2 separate regions of the Anas platyrhynchos genome follow, and region 1 is linked to region 2. A link is a contact called in public Hi-C data. All regions are on one chromosome and are shown on one strand. Each heading gives the region's core, a stretch centred on a gene start, on an enhancer-like site or on the middle of the called end of the contact. The rest is flanking DNA. Distances are from core to core; before and after follow the strand shown. Region 1 holds the start of TMEM192 (transmembrane protein 192). Region 2 overlaps KLHL2 (kelch like family member 2).

What was found. A called contact is a pair of places that touch in the nucleus more often than the background predicts.
Region 1: a Hi-C map of F1 follicle shows a contact between it and region 2, with 2.2 times the contacts expected there. The contact joins the promoter of TMEM192 here to the enhancer-like site in region 2. A contact is called at or near these places in 4 of 8 Hi-C or Micro-C datasets (F1 follicle, liver, skeletal muscle and 1 more).

Annotation. Positions count from the first base shown.
Region 1 is chr4:30,974,244-30,977,055 of IASCAAS_PekinDuck_T2T, forward strand. It overlaps TMEM192 (transmembrane protein 192), which reads left to right and starts at 1,372. Exons shown (of 5, transcript XM_027456463.3): 1 at 1,372-1,499. The coding sequence starts at 1,467.
Region 2 is chr4:30,935,112-30,937,913 of IASCAAS_PekinDuck_T2T, forward strand. The region is part of intron 4 of KLHL2 (kelch like family member 2); the gene reads right to left. Among named protein-coding and RNA genes, the nearest start is that of MSMO1, 28 kb to the left of the region's middle. Within about 2 kb of position 1,395, at least 2 of the 8 cell types and tissues checked have an H3K27ac peak or open chromatin away from gene starts, as enhancers often do. A contact at or near this core is called in F1 follicle, where this site is marked.

The DNA of each region.
Region 1 (2,812 bases), core at 122-2,621, 39 kb after region 2:
GAACAACCCCAACTCCCTCAGCCTGTCTTTGCCCAATGGCCTCCAATAAGCTCAAGGCTCAGGGATGGTCAAATAAAGCAAAGAGAAGGTTAGGAAACATGAGCAGATGAGCAGAGCACAAGAGATAATAAACACACCACTTTGTAAACTCCTATCACTCACACACATGAATACTGCAGCCAATTCTGATCCTTCGTTTCAGAAAGGATATAACTGAAAAAGATCAGAGAAGCTAACAAAGATTATCAAAAGCTGGGATAACCTCTGTATGAATAATAACTAAACAGTCCAGGAGTACTCAGCATACAAAAGGCTGGCACAGAGTAGTAAGACAGAGATCCATGAGATTAATACAGATACCATGAGTGGCCATTGCCTTTCCGTGTGGAAGAACAAAGAATTATAAAATGAAATTAGCAGAGGGCAGGTTTTAAAGAAAATATTTTTCTTCACAAGATTCACAACCATGCTGGAAACATCATTCACCAAGTCCTTATGCTAAAGTACAGTCTGTAGGGGCAACTGGGCAAATCCACTGAAGAGAAATCCACTAGAAACAATTAAGAGGATCCCCTCCTCGGGAAGTCCCTGTAACACAAGCATTCTGCACAGCAAGCCGTGCTGCATTTATTCCCATGCCTTCTTCTGGACACCTGCTGTTTTTCACCCTTAGGGACAAGAAGGGTACAGGAACAAACTGCAGGGCTGGGCTCTGACCCTGTGGCACCGCTCTCACTAACATCCCAGATTCTGTTCGCTGCAAATTCCCTTCTCATCAGACACATCCACCGTGAGGGAAGAAGAACTGTTCCAACAGGGGAAAAGCGTGTCCTGCACTCGCAGTGCCACCAGCCTTTCCCTTCCTGCAGTGCCACCAGGGCACGGGGGGCACCACCTCTGGCCCCGCTCTCATTAGTCACAGAACCATTAAGGTTGGAAAAGCCCTCCAAGATCATCTGGTCCAACCATCACCCTACCACCAATGTCACCCACTAAACCATGTCCCTAAGCACCACGTCCAGCCTTTCCTTGAACACCCCCAGGGACGGTGTCCACCACCTCCATGGGCAACCCGTCCCAATGCCTGACTGCTCTTTCTGAGAAGAAATGTCTCCTCATTTCCAACTCAAACCTCCCCTGGCACAACTTGAGGTCACCCCCTCTAGTCCTATGTGAGAAGAGGCCGATCCCCAGCTCCCCACACCTTCCTTTCAGGTAAGTGCAGAGAGCAATGAGGTGCGCCCTGAGCCTCCTCTTCCCCAGTCTAAACAACCCCAGTTCCTTCAGCCGCTCCCCATGTGGCTTGTGTCCCTGTCCCTTCACCGGCTTTTAGCCGGGGATGGGACGACGGGGGCCGGGCCCGGGACACTGCGGCTCCTCCCCGGGGCGTGCCAGGGGCCGGGCCCTGCGCCCAGGCGTGGGGCGCCGCTTAAAGGCGGCGGGGCGAGGCGGGGCGGGGCGCCGAGATGGCGGCCAGGCGGCAGCCGGAGCTGGACAACGTGAGTGCGGGGCGGCCGGGGGATCACCGCCAGTGCGCGGCGGCGGCTGTCGCTGGGGGCGAGCGCTGCGCGGGTTCCCCTTCTTCTCCCTCCCCCTCTTTGTTTATTTTTGCCTTCAGCCAGCGCTTCGGGCCTCCTCTTCCTCCCCGCTTCGGTCGTGGGGCGGCAGGCGCCGGCTGGGAAGCAGGAGCCCCCCGCCGAGCAGCGGGGGCACGGAGCCGCGGCGGGCTGCGGGCGGCTGCTGGGAGCGGGGCGGCTCCTCCCAGCCCCGGGCAGCCGCCTGCAGCCTGTCCCCGCCGCCTGGGTATGCCGGGTGGGGCTTCGGCTCAGCCCGGTGAGGCTGGTGCTCGCTCTAATTAGGGCGCTTCCTGGGTTTTCTGGAGGGGAGGAAATGCTCGCACGCTGCTCCCGTCCTCCCCGCGCTGCCCGGAGGTCATGCCGCCGAGTGCTTCCTGATGGTGGCCCCGCTTCGGTGGGTGGGAGCTGGGACCGGCTCACACGAGCTCTGATGGAGCTCCTGAAGCTCCGCCACTGTGTTTTGGAAACGAGGAGCTCACCTGCCCCCGGCAGGCAGAGGATGTCCTCCCACCGAAGGAGGCTCCCTGCCTGCCGGGGGAGTGTGCTGTTAGCTCCCCTGGGTGCTCAGGAGGAATGAGGCTGCATGGCCTGGCCACTAGTGTGCCTGCCCTGTGGCTTGCTTTCAGGCTTTAAAATTACACCTGGGGATGCAGCACAGAGCTTTCTTGTACTCCTACTTCTCGATTTTATGTTAGTAACAAGAAAAGAGCAATAGCGTTTATAAATCCTTAGGTCTGCAGCGTAAGGCCATCTTACCGGGTGGGTGTTCCAGCAAGGGTTGCTCATGGTCGAAGGCTGGGTAATCAAGAGGCTGAGATGGGTGAGGAGAAGCCTGGTTGCTCACCTTCAGTTGTGTGAGTGTGGCACTCGCTGTACTAAAATAAAACTGACTGCTGGCTGAGATAATGCTGGGTGGCTATCTCCTTTGTTGCAGGCAGCTGTCCATAGGTGAAACAACACCAGGGAGCCAGTCTGGGCTGTTGTGGTTAATGTGAAGTGTGAACCTACATAATGCAGTGAGTCAGGAATTGACTGGTAGGTTGGGCTCAGAGTTAAAGTAAATGGGGTTACATCAGGCTTGTGGCCACTTGTTAGTGGCATCCCCCAGGGCTCTGTTTTAGGGCCAGTTCTTAGCAATGTTTTTGTAAGTGAAGCCAAAGGCACACTGAGTTTGCAGATGACACTAAACTGGGAGGAGCTCTTAAATCCCTCAATGGTAGAGAGGCATTGCAGAG
Region 2 (2,802 bases), core at 145-2,644:
CTTCCTACTGCAAGAAATGCAAAGGGAAAAAAATCCTTTCCAATGGCTTGTTCTATGAAAAAAAATCTTGTCATAGTGGTTGTTTTTATAATCAGAAAAACTGAATAGATTATTATTACAGATGGCAAATAAGAAATCACGTATTCTCTTCTTTGCATCAAAGTAGTAGTGATGAATCTTGGAATGACTGCTAGATTTCCTAGAGCATATCATTTAACCCTTATAAGCTTCTGATGACTTTCCTGATTATCTCCTGATTCTCCTTTCTGCAGAAACACTCCTGTTCCCAAGGCTATGTGTACGTGGCACTACAACCACTTTTCCAATTCCACTGAGATAACAAGGACTTTGATCAGGTCGCGTGTGGTATCCTGCGTATTCAAGAGAGATCCACTTAAGGCCCAAAACTTTGGTCCCTATTTTCACTGGAGTATTCAAGTACTTCAAAGTAACCCATTTATGTTATCAACCTGTTTTTGAGGCTGCTGCCCTCTCTCGTGGCCCTTCAGATACCTGCCAGGATTCTGATGAGGGCTGGAGTACACTGATGTTGCCTGCAGCAATTGTCCCTCCTTTTTTTCCAGTTCACCCTCATGTGGCTGGATGTACTTACCTCATGTGACCAAAATACAAATCTATTGAGTTCTGAGATGAGGAGCAGCTCTTACAGGCAGGCATCCATCTAGTTATTTGTGACCTATTGATTCAGAAGGAACATATCTACAACAGTCTGGGAGATACAGCAGGGCTTGTGTGACTAGCCAACAAACCTCTACCATGGAAGAAGGCTCAGAGGAGATGGATAAGAGCAATGAGTTCAGCAAAGAATGCAAGGAATGACCACCCAGTGCTGTTAAGCAAACTGAACTTATCTCAGCACAAGGTGGGGGTAACCTTTGTTTTCAGAGTACAGCTGTACCAGTAGGTCATCAAGTCATGTAAACAGCCTTCCTTGAGATAATTAGTAGAGAGCAATCCCTTTCCCAGCTAAACAGCCCGGCAAAGCAGGGGAAGTATACATGTAACTCAGTCCAACTGTAATTATAAAATCTGCATAACCAAGAAAAATAAAAGACCTCTGAAGAAAGTAATAGGCTCGAGCTGGCTTTAACCCCTGTATTCCTTCCTAGTGACTGGGGCAACCTGTCATGCTGTGTATGCACGTTAGGGAGACCAGTAATGGGAATCACATTTGTACAGGGATCTAACTGTATACTGCAGTTGCTATATTGTACTTTTGTTCTGATTTCAGTATGCTGCTGTCTGTCTGCTAAATCAGTAGCATGATGCAGCACCAAGTATCTTAAAGACCTTTCATTAACCCCTCTCACATGGACTACCTTAAAGAACCCGGTCAGAGTACTGAGCTGTGACAGCCTTCCACACAGCCTTGGCGTGCCTCCACACCAGACAAGGGGGTTTGTCCTGCCAGAAAGCTGCTGGATGACTTATTACAGGCATCTCTTCACAGCATTTCCACTTCACGACATTCAGTGCTACGTTCCACTTCAGGCAGCCCCTAGCTCCCAAAGTAACAAGCACAAGTTGGCACTGCTTTACGCAACAGCTGCCTTTAGTATCTGTCCTGCTAGGTGACAATGGAGGATCGCTAGCTTACTGGAGCAAGTCCAGAGGAAGGGGCCACCAAGACGATCAGGGGACTGGAGCATGTGGTATTGCAAAGAGAGGCTCTGAATTTGTTTAGCCATAAAAGAGAAGGTGGAGAGAAGGTGGAGGGGGAGAGCTTATTAGTGTCCACAGCTGTTTAATGGAAGGGTAGAGAAAACAGAACCAGGCTGTTCTTGAAGTTGCACAGCAATTGCACAAGATGCAATACAGAAGTGAGAAGTTTTGGAAGTCTGATTAGAGAAAAGGAGTTAGGCTTTTTGTTTGTTAAGCCACAAGGGTGATTAAGCTCCAGGACAGGTCACCCCAACAAGCTGCAGAATTTCCATCCTTAGAGATACTCAAAATACAGTGGACAGGTCCCTCTGCAATCTGCTTCAGCTGGACCTGCTTTATAAATAACAAAGTTCAATGCAAAGTAAAATTTAAATTGATTAGTTTTTGTTGTTGTTGGTTTTCCTCTGCTGGTTTAAATCAATTTGATACAATAATTTAGTAATTGGGCTTTTTTTTTTTTTTACCCAACCCATGCTCTTATCTTTGCATTCATCTTTCCAGTAACAGATTCTCCTGGCGTGCTGTGCTACCTGCAATAGGAAGATGCTTAAGACAAGATTTTTATCTTACTATTTTGAGATTTCCTGGAATTTCTTGGAGATGTATTTCATGAATCCTTGCCTAAATTCAAACTGATACCTGACAATTATGCATTTAAAGAATATATTGCAGGTTTTGGTAACAAGATCGTATTCTTTTCACGGCATAAACAAAAAATTTCTCAGAACACTGTTTTGCACACAAATAAGCCAAAAAAAAAATCAAACCAGCTTATGACTAGAGAAATGAACAGTGTGCTGTTTAAAAAAGAAAAAAAAATATTTTTATAACATGCAGAGGAAAAAACACATCAGTAACATTAGGAAAGAGAATAACCTAGGAAAGCAAATTTTGTGGGGGGTTGGACCCGATGATCTTTTGAGGTCCCTTCCAACCCCTACAGTTCTGTTTGATTCTGTGTGTGAAATGCCTGAGAATCCAATCACAATACAATGCAACATACAAACACTCAAGACAGCGAGTTACATCCTTGCCAATTATAGATATTCCGTATTTCCAGTTCTGACATTAAAATGAAATCAGTTTCAAAGAGCAGCAGTTATGTTAATACAAGTCATA